3 separate regions of the Sus scrofa genome follow, and regions 1 and 3 are each linked to region 2. A link is a contact called in public HiChIP or PLAC-seq data. All regions are on one chromosome and are shown on one strand. Each heading gives the region's core, a stretch centred on a gene start, on an enhancer-like site or on the middle of the called end of the contact. The rest is flanking DNA. Distances are from core to core; before and after follow the strand shown. Region 1 overlaps TNRC6B (trinucleotide repeat-containing gene 6B protein). Region 2 overlaps TNRC6B (trinucleotide repeat-containing gene 6B protein). Region 3 holds the start of TNRC6B (trinucleotide repeat-containing gene 6B protein).

Region 1 (2,700 bases), core at 10-2,509, 68 kb before region 2:
CTACAGCTCCGATTTGACCCCTAGCCTAGGAACTTCCATATGCAGTGTGTGTGGCCCTAAAAAAAAAAAATACACACACACACACACACACATATATATCTTATATATATTCATGTATGTTGTATATGAAATTAAATGTATATTATATATTTTTTATAAAATATATGTATACTGGGGGGCCACACACATGGTATATGGAAGTTCATACACACACACACACACACACTGAAATCTAAGCTAGATAAAGAGAAAAGGTTGAGAGAGGGAAGATAGGGTCAAGGAATCGAAAGTCTCACAGCAACTGAAAAGTCGTTTTCATGGGGGCACTTGAGCAAGTGAACTGGAGGGATCAGGTAGTGGATGGAGTTTGGTGTGATGGAGGATGTGGCTGAGGCCAAGGGAAGGAGAAGGTCCTTGAAGCGGAGGGGTTTTCAGAACTGAGAGGCAGGGTGTTTGCCTGGGCTACCCATTTGGATGCTGACGTTATGTTGAGTGAGATCACCAAGTGTGCTGGAGAGTTTAACACTGAGCCAGATATGCCAAAATATCAGATAGTGGAATTCCCGCTGTGGCGCAGTGGGTTAAGGATCTGACTGCAGTGGCTTGAGTCCCTGCAGAAGTCCAGGTTCGCTCTCCTGCCTGGCACAGTGGGTTAAAGGATCTAGCATTGCCACAGCTGTAGCTGTGACTTGGATTCAGTCCCTGGCCTGGGAACTTCCACATGCCGTGGGTGTGGCCATTAAAAAAAAAAAAAATCTGACAGTGGTAAGTGTTGTGCAAATAATTAAAATTAGACTCTGGGATAGAAAGGGGATAGACAGCTTCTTCAGACTGAGAGGCCAGGGAAGGCCTCTCTGAGGAGGTGACATTTATGGTCAAATCGGAATGATCAGATGATGGGCAGAGAGAATAATCCTGGCAGAGGGAACAACTAGTACAAAGGTTGTAAACTGGGTACAAACTCTTTACCTCTGAAGAACAGAAGGAAGGCCAGTAAGCCGGAGCCTATTCAACCAAGAAAGGGTGAAGTGAAATGAAATGAAATGAGGTTGGAGGGGCGTAGGAGGGTGAAGGGTTTTGAAAGTCCCGGTCAGGAGCTTCTGCGCCATACTGTGGTAGCCCACCTCCCTAAGGACCCTCTCGTTGGCAGGCCTTTGTGTAATCCTCTCCCTCATTGAGTGGGGCCAACCTGTGTGACCAGTGAGCTGTTGAAGCCCTCGTGGTGTGAGTTTCCAGCGCTAGGTCATAAGACACGCAGCTCCTGGTGTCTCTCTTAGACCACTCAGCTGAAGGAAGGCAGCCTGCCATGTTGTGAGGACATTACACTAGCCTGTGGAAGGGTTCACGTGGTGAGCTTGAGGCACTGAGGCCTCCAGCTGACAGCCACCATGGGAGGGGGCCATGGTGGAAGGAGAGCTTCCAGCCCTAGACAGACCTCCAGAGGCTATGGCCTCACATATCTTTCATTCATTAATATTCTGATATCTGTCTCTAAAAGCTAAGGACTCTTTTTTTTTTTTAAGCATAATACAGTTATCACATCTAAAAAATAAGAATGCCTTAGTATCACACCAAAAAATCAGTGTTCACGTTTCCCCTGATTTTGTAAATTTGATTTGTTTCAGGATCCAGACAAGGACCAGTGTACTTGGTTAATATGTTTGATTAATATGTTAATTAATACAATTAATATATTTCCTCTTTTTTTTTTTTATTTGTAGGGTTCCCTCTCTCCTTCCTCTCAACTTACCTAAAAAATAAACTTGGCTTTCTATTAGTTTCTCACCTGGTTTTTGCTAATTGCATCCCCATGGTGTGTTTAACATGTTCCTCTAGCTTCTGTTTCTTGCAAACTGGTAGTTACAACTAGAGGCTTGATCCAGCCCAGGTTCTTCTCCTTTGGCAAGAATACTTTACATGAGGTGGTGTCCACTTCCATTAGGAGGCGTAGACAGCAGTTGCCTCATCTTACAGTGACGTTAACAGGTGTTGGAGATCAGTGCCTCGCTGTGTTAATTTATGTTGCGAAATGGGGATCTTCTAATTCTGTCGTGTTTCTTCCTTAATTAGCTAGACAGCCTTCCCCATATGACTCTGGTTAATCTGAGGTTCACATCACTCTGGAAGGGCAGGTTAAATGCTTGATTCTTTCCCCTTTCCTTACCAGTTTTCAAAACAGTAAGTTGGTTCCCTAGCATCATCCAAAGGAGACCGGTGGGGTTTTCTATTGTTGTTATTATGAGGTTTTAGTGTTATGAACTCATGGCTCTTTAGCATGTTTGATGCATGTGGGTCCATTGCAGCGCTTATTTTTATTGATGCTTCTGATGCCCCATTCCTAACTAGTGGGAGGATCCTCTTCAGATTGACCTCTGAAGATTTTTTGTAGGTGGCACCCTTCCTTTTTGATACTCAGGATGTCCAGGACTTCCTTTGTGCATTTTCTGCCCCAAATCTGAATCCGCTGTTTCTTGGAGGAGTTCAGGTTCCTCTCAGTGGTGAAGGCTGTATGTGCCTGACCATGTCTAACTTTTTAATAGATGCTAATCAGAATGTATGTAGCATTTACAAAAGGTCCTCTTTCATTTTGAGGTCAAATAGATAGAAATCCTGTTTTTCTTAATCTAAGAAATACAGAATGATTTTGTTTGCAGGGAAATAGAAAAACAAAGGCTTTTAGATAGAAAAAAAAATAAATGA
Region 2 (2,700 bases), core at 118-2,617:
TGTTACCAGCACTCTGAGGAGGTGGTAGAGGATGTTTCGGGACTGTTGAACAGGAAGGCCTGGTCTAGACAGGGAGTGTCAAGGAAAAGCTTTCCCAGGGTAAGGTTTCTGAGATGGCAAGGGTAAGATGAAACAAAACTGCTCAAAGAAAGAAGCTGAATACAGTTTTAGAGCTGAAAGGAACCAGAGATATCACCCAGCGATGTCCAGTCCTTACATTGCACAGATGGGAAAACCGAAGCCTAACTGAGGTTACACAGTCTTGGAGTTCCCTTTGTGGCTCAGCAGTTAACGAACCCAACTAGGATCCATGAGATTGCGGGTTCGATCCCTGGCCTCACTCAGTGGGTTAAGGATCCTGTGTTGCCGTGAGCTGTGGTGTAGGCCACAGATGCTGATTGGATTCAGCGTTGCTGTGTGCTGTGGTATAGGCTGGCAGCTGTAGCTCTGATTCCACCTCTAGCGTGGGAACTTCTATTTGCCACGGGTGCGGCCCTAAAAAAAAAGAAAAAAAAAAAAAAAAAGAGGTTACACAGCCTTTTCACCCCTGGAGATTAGAGATGCAAACCCAGCGTGCTTTTCTTTGGTGGGTAGAAAGCAAGATGCACTGAGTGAGAAGGGACTTGGGCATGGGGGATGCCAGGTAGGTTTTCAATTTCGTGTTTACTCCAGGTCAGCAGCTGAGCTATTCCTCACATGGGGGAGGAGATTAGAGGTGACTCAGACCTGCCAGTTTGCTGTGTTGCAGCTTAGCTTTTATTTGGGGCAGGTGAAGGAGATATCAAACACACACGCCCCCAAAAGGTCCATGTGGAGTTCAAATGGGAAACCAGTCACTGTTCTGCAGCTCTCTAGCTGTGTGATTTGGGATATGTTGCTTAACCTCTCTGAGCTGGCATTCACAGTTTATACTTTGGTATATTTCCTTTCAGTCTTTTCCTGTGCGTTTTAGGTGCTTGTTAGAGATCAGTCGTGCCCTATATTTCACCCTAATCTTTAAAGATGAAAGTCTTGTTTGGGTAAGGTGTTGTTTAAGCCCCCCTTGAAAGAGCAGTTTGCCAGCCTGTGCTTGCCCAAACATCCAGAGAGTAACTGTGGCAAGCCAAGCTCCAGGATCTGCAAGAATCGTTAGCAACTGAGCATATTTCTATAAACCAATAAAGGTTTTTATATTTTGTTCATCTGTTACCCTTATGCTGTTGCCACTTTCACATTCCGCGTGTGTAGGTGGAGAGTATGAGATAACAGCATTTCAGAAATGAAAGTGAGTGGAAAAGGGCCGCTTTCCCTTTAAGGCAGCTTCATTTCCCCAGCTCCCTCCCCTTTCCTGATTGACAAACCTAACCCAAGTCACATGATCCGCCTCTATTTGAAGGTCACAAAAAGCTGCTTCCTTTAGAGACAGAGGGGGAGAGAGAGAGCAAGAGGGAGAGTGAGTGTGAGAGTTAGTTCAAGCCAAAATGGCCGACAGAGTCTCTGCTGGTTTCTGAATATTTAAAATACAAAAAAACAGATAGACAAAAAGAAATCATTTTTTGGACCTTTTTTCATTTCCATTTCTACCTTGTATGCCTCAATTTGCTGGATTTAAGCACTGCTGCACTTTATGAGGTTGGTAAATATTTTCAATTTTTTAAAACCAATTGATTTATATGGATCTTGTCTAACCGTTTTCACTAGTGGTGTTGCAAATCGACATTTGTCTAGCATGGAGACTGGCTTCAGACATTTCGTGAATCTGTGTAAATCAGATCCGTGATGTACTTTTGGTTCGGCATTTTAGAAATGGAAAAGCCTTGGTAAAATATTTGATTTCGAAGCGATTTAATTGCACTTTTAATTTATATGCAGATTTTCATCATCGTTTCTGTCTGGCAAACAAACGAAGCTGCGAGTAATTGGAAATTTGATATTTAGAAAGAGGTTTTTTTAAAATACACAGACCTCTCCCTGCCCCCTTAAATCTGCTGCAAAAATTTGCATAAATATAAATGGGTTTGCATTCTTTCGGCTGCTAAGGCCGACAAAGGATCTGGGAGGGCAAGCACCACCATGGGACAGCCTTTTTCTTTTTTTTTTCCCCTTTTTTTTAAAAAAAAATTTTAAAGCTAGGCCATCCTTCTTAGAAAGATGTAAAACCTAAAATAAGACTTGATACGTTTTAAACATCAGGCTGGGGGCGAGTGAACACCAGGAGGTTTGGGGTTTGTAGATTCCCCTGCGTGAAAACCTCCCAAGCAATGTGTGGATCACCCCTCTCACCGCGCGCGCTCACTGGCACCGGGTCTCTGTGTGTGTTCTCAAATGTGCAGCCAGATGCGCTTTTATTTTGATCGTGGTTTGAACCAAATGGTAGGACTCTGGTGTAAACATGGTGTTTTAAGATCTGAACAGCTCTTCACCCCGATTAGGAGTTATTTCTCTATCAGTTTCTCCCCGCGGATTGGTCGTCTTCGTTTCTCAAAGATCACAGTTTCTGTTTGATTTTATACGGATGAACTGGGCTTTTCAGCGCAAATCAGCATCTGTGTGTGTAGTTGCCGGTTTTAGCCACGTACCCATTGTGAGGTGATCATTTTGGGTCACACAAATAAGTAGCTGTCTGTATATGGAGGTTGGTTACCCCCGAAACTGTGCAGTGCCCTGAAGTTAAATTCCATTACTCCTAGTGCAGGATTCTAGAAAGCCTGGGAACAGGGA
Region 3 (2,700 bases), core at 79-2,578, 110 kb before region 2:
ACGATGTTGGGTTGGCTGATGGGTACAATTCTAGGCTAAGGTAAAGGCACTAAAAGCGAAAAGAGCTAAGGCAATGGAGTCAAACAGACCTGGGACCAAATGCCGGTCTACTACTTCCCACCTAGGTGACCTTGGGCAAATATCCCAGCCGCTCTGGAGCCCTGGTTTCCTATCGGTAAAATTTAGAATATAAAACTCACGGGTTTAACCAATAGTCCCTGTAAAGATCTCTGCATAGTTGGCACAAAGTAGGCACGCAATAAATAGCAGTCGTTATTACAGTCAACTACAGGCCAAACGACCAGAGTCATCTAAACTCCCTAGCAAACAACCGTAGCAAAACGAATCCAGATCTGACCGACGCGCCTTTTAGCCCAATAAGGTACCAGGAAAGAACTCGGTGGAGACAAACCAATGGCACTAGCTCTTGTTGTTGGACGGGCTCTCTTGCCGTCCCACCAATAGTTTGAGGATTTGACCAGGGAGTGACATTCCAACAGTCCAATGACGTACAACCAGCCCACACTCAGCACTTCGGAGGGGATAAATCAAGGAGCCGGGACGTATAGATTCCGTTATTAGGCAGTAGTGGATAGAGAGAGGACCTTAGGGGAAACAGCGCGAGGCCGAGGCACTAATGAGCAAATAAAAGAAAAAAGGCGATGGTTGCGCCAAGTGAGCTCGGCCGCCATCATGCTCTAGTTTCCCCTTCGCCTCTCCCAGTCCGCAACGGAGGAAGCGGCCTCTGGGATGCTGAGGGGGTGTGTCCCCTAATGATTGGCGCAGGCAGCGTAGCCAATCCTAGCTCGTCAAACGGAACGCACTTAACCAATGAGGGGCGACGGCAGCGGCGAGGAATTGGAGGGGCGGAACAGCAGCTTGACGGGCATAGAAGGCAGCCAGTGACGGCCGGCAGCATCCTTCCTGCGGCCAATGGAATGGGGCTCTGGGCGGGCCCCCGAGTGTTTGTGTTGTGGTTTTGGGGGAGGGAGGCGGAGGGGAAAGTTTGTTTATTTTGTTTTTAGTTTCTGGGGTCCCCGTGTTTCTCGGAGGTGAAGCGGGAGGGAGTGACTCCCCCCCGAGCCCCTCAGTCTCCCTACTACGTCGCCTCCATAGCCTGCGGAGAAGCGGGGACCGCGCGCCTCGCAGCGCATCGCCTCACAGCGGAACGCCGCGCACTCGGAGCGGGCACGGCTCGGCGGTGAGTGAGGACCGACGGCCACTGCTGTCCTTCCCCTCCCCCGCTCACCGCCCAGTCAGAGTCGGGCGGCCGGGTGGGTGAGGACGCCCGCGGGAGCGCGCCGCGCGGGGCCGGCCTGTCAAGCTGAGGCGCAGCGTGTGCATGTCCTCGCGAGTGAGCGCGCGCGGCGGGGAGAGGGCCGGGAGGGGCGTGAGCGCGCGCGCGGGGCAGGCGGGGGCGGCGGCGTTGGGCGCGCGCTCCGTGGGGCGGGCGTCTGGTGGGTTTGACCCCAGGGCGGGGAGGGACGCGGTCGACGTCCGCGCGCGGGGAAGGGGCGCTGGGAATGGAAGGGCCGGGCGGGCGCGCACGCGCGGCTCTGGGCGTCACGCGCCGGCAGGTGTGAGCTGGGGGAGGGCTTCCGGGTGGGCTGGTCGATCGAGTTCGCTTCTCGTCGCCGGGGGACCTCGGGGCGGGGAGGGGTCCCGGTAGTGGCAAAGAGCCGAGGCCCGCGGAGGCGCGTCGGGGCCCCTGCCAGGCAGTGGCAGAGGGAGGCGGCAGGCCTCAGCCTCTCGGTCCCCACCTGTGTGCAAGACCTGCGTGACGGAGCGAATGCGTTCCCCTGCTCATCCCGGACCGGGGGATCCCGCCCCCATCCCTCACCCCAGAGCCCTGAGTGTGGCCACCTTCCAGAGGCGATTCACTCTCCACGGGGAAAGGAGGGGACTGGCAGAGGACGTTCAGCCCGAGGTGTTTTCTGCTGTCCCCTGGTCCTGCGCCCTGTGGCTTCAAACTAGCCGGTTTCCACAGTGGGCTTAAATACACTGTAGAGGCTGAAGACAGCCAGTAGCCTCTAGTCGGGCACTTTAAGGACCAACCTATCCTCATATCTTTGAGCACAGAATACTATCTGGGTCTTTTCAGGCTCCTTGCTTTCTCATGTATCTTTGTATCTTTTGGCTGTTTTATTACTTTTTAGCATCTGCGCTAGAGATTGAGTGAGAGATAAGGTGAATTTCAAGTTGCTCCTTTGTATTGCAGTATAAGCAGCATCATACAACAGAATTGGCCAGAGATGTTTCTCCATAGTAAGTGAATAAAATGTCATTAATTTTGCCCCCCCCCAGCAGTTAAGCAAACAAATGTTTTGATACCTCATATCTTGTATTTTGTGAAAGTTTAACAATAGAAGCTATTTACTTCTTACTTGCAGGGAATTTCAGTAGAATGATAGTTTCCTATTGATTTGGAGAAGCATCTTGGCTTTGAAACTTTGTTTATTCTTTTGGTGATGTTATGTAAATGTCTGTTAAAAAGCAGAACTTACAGCACCTTGGCACCTCTACAGTGTGCAGTATCCTTGTAGGTAGGTAGTGGAGATGTGAATGTAGTAGGTTGCTACGCTAAGGCTAGAATCCGGAGTACAAATCAGACCGGCTTGTTTCACGTGGGATGCAGTGATGATGATAATGATGGCTTTATAGTTTCTTAGTTCTTAACTGGTTTTTTGTTCGTTTTTTGGC

The links. HiChIP or PLAC-seq counts read pairs in DNA pulled down with a chosen protein or histone mark.
Region 1: an H3K27ac HiChIP or PLAC-seq map of skeletal muscle shows a contact between it and region 2. The contact joins two enhancer-like sites. A contact is called at or near these places in 4 of 47 Hi-C or Micro-C datasets (embryonic fibroblasts, liver and skeletal muscle) and 2 of 2 datasets of contacts at active chromatin or transcription factors (alveolar macrophages and skeletal muscle).
Region 3: a contact with region 2 is called in an H3K27ac HiChIP or PLAC-seq map of skeletal muscle. The contact joins the promoter of TNRC6B here to the enhancer-like site in region 2. A contact is called at or near these places in 3 of 5 promoter capture datasets (fetal liver, fetal skeletal muscle and liver), 14 of 47 Hi-C or Micro-C datasets (alveolar macrophages, brain, embryonic fibroblasts and 6 more) and 2 of 2 datasets of contacts at active chromatin or transcription factors (alveolar macrophages and skeletal muscle).

What each region holds. Positions count from the first base shown.
Region 1 is chr5:8,267,255-8,269,954 of Sscrofa11.1, reverse strand. All of the region lies in intron 1 of TNRC6B (trinucleotide repeat-containing gene 6B protein), which reads left to right. Among named protein-coding and RNA genes, the nearest start is that of TNRC6B, 42 kb to the left of the region's middle. Within about 2 kb of position 1,259, at least 3 of the 83 cell types and tissues checked have an H3K27ac peak or open chromatin away from gene starts, as enhancers often do. A contact at or near this core is called in skeletal muscle, where this site is marked.
Region 2 is chr5:8,199,163-8,201,862 of Sscrofa11.1, reverse strand. The region is part of intron 4 of TNRC6B (trinucleotide repeat-containing gene 6B protein); the gene reads left to right. Among named protein-coding and RNA genes, the nearest start is that of MIR7134, 39 kb to the right of the region's middle. Within about 2 kb of position 1,367, at least 68 of the 83 cell types and tissues checked have an H3K27ac peak or open chromatin away from gene starts, as enhancers often do. A contact at or near this core is called in alveolar macrophages, brain, embryonic fibroblasts and 5 more, where this site is marked.
Region 3 is chr5:8,309,692-8,312,391 of Sscrofa11.1, reverse strand. TNRC6B (trinucleotide repeat-containing gene 6B protein) reads left to right here and starts at 1,328. Exons shown (of 26, transcript XM_021092847.1): 1 at 1,328-1,354. The coding sequence starts at 1,343. It overlaps LOC102162756 (a long non-coding RNA gene), which reads right to left and starts at 427. Exons shown (of 2, transcript XR_001305237.2): 1 at 201-427.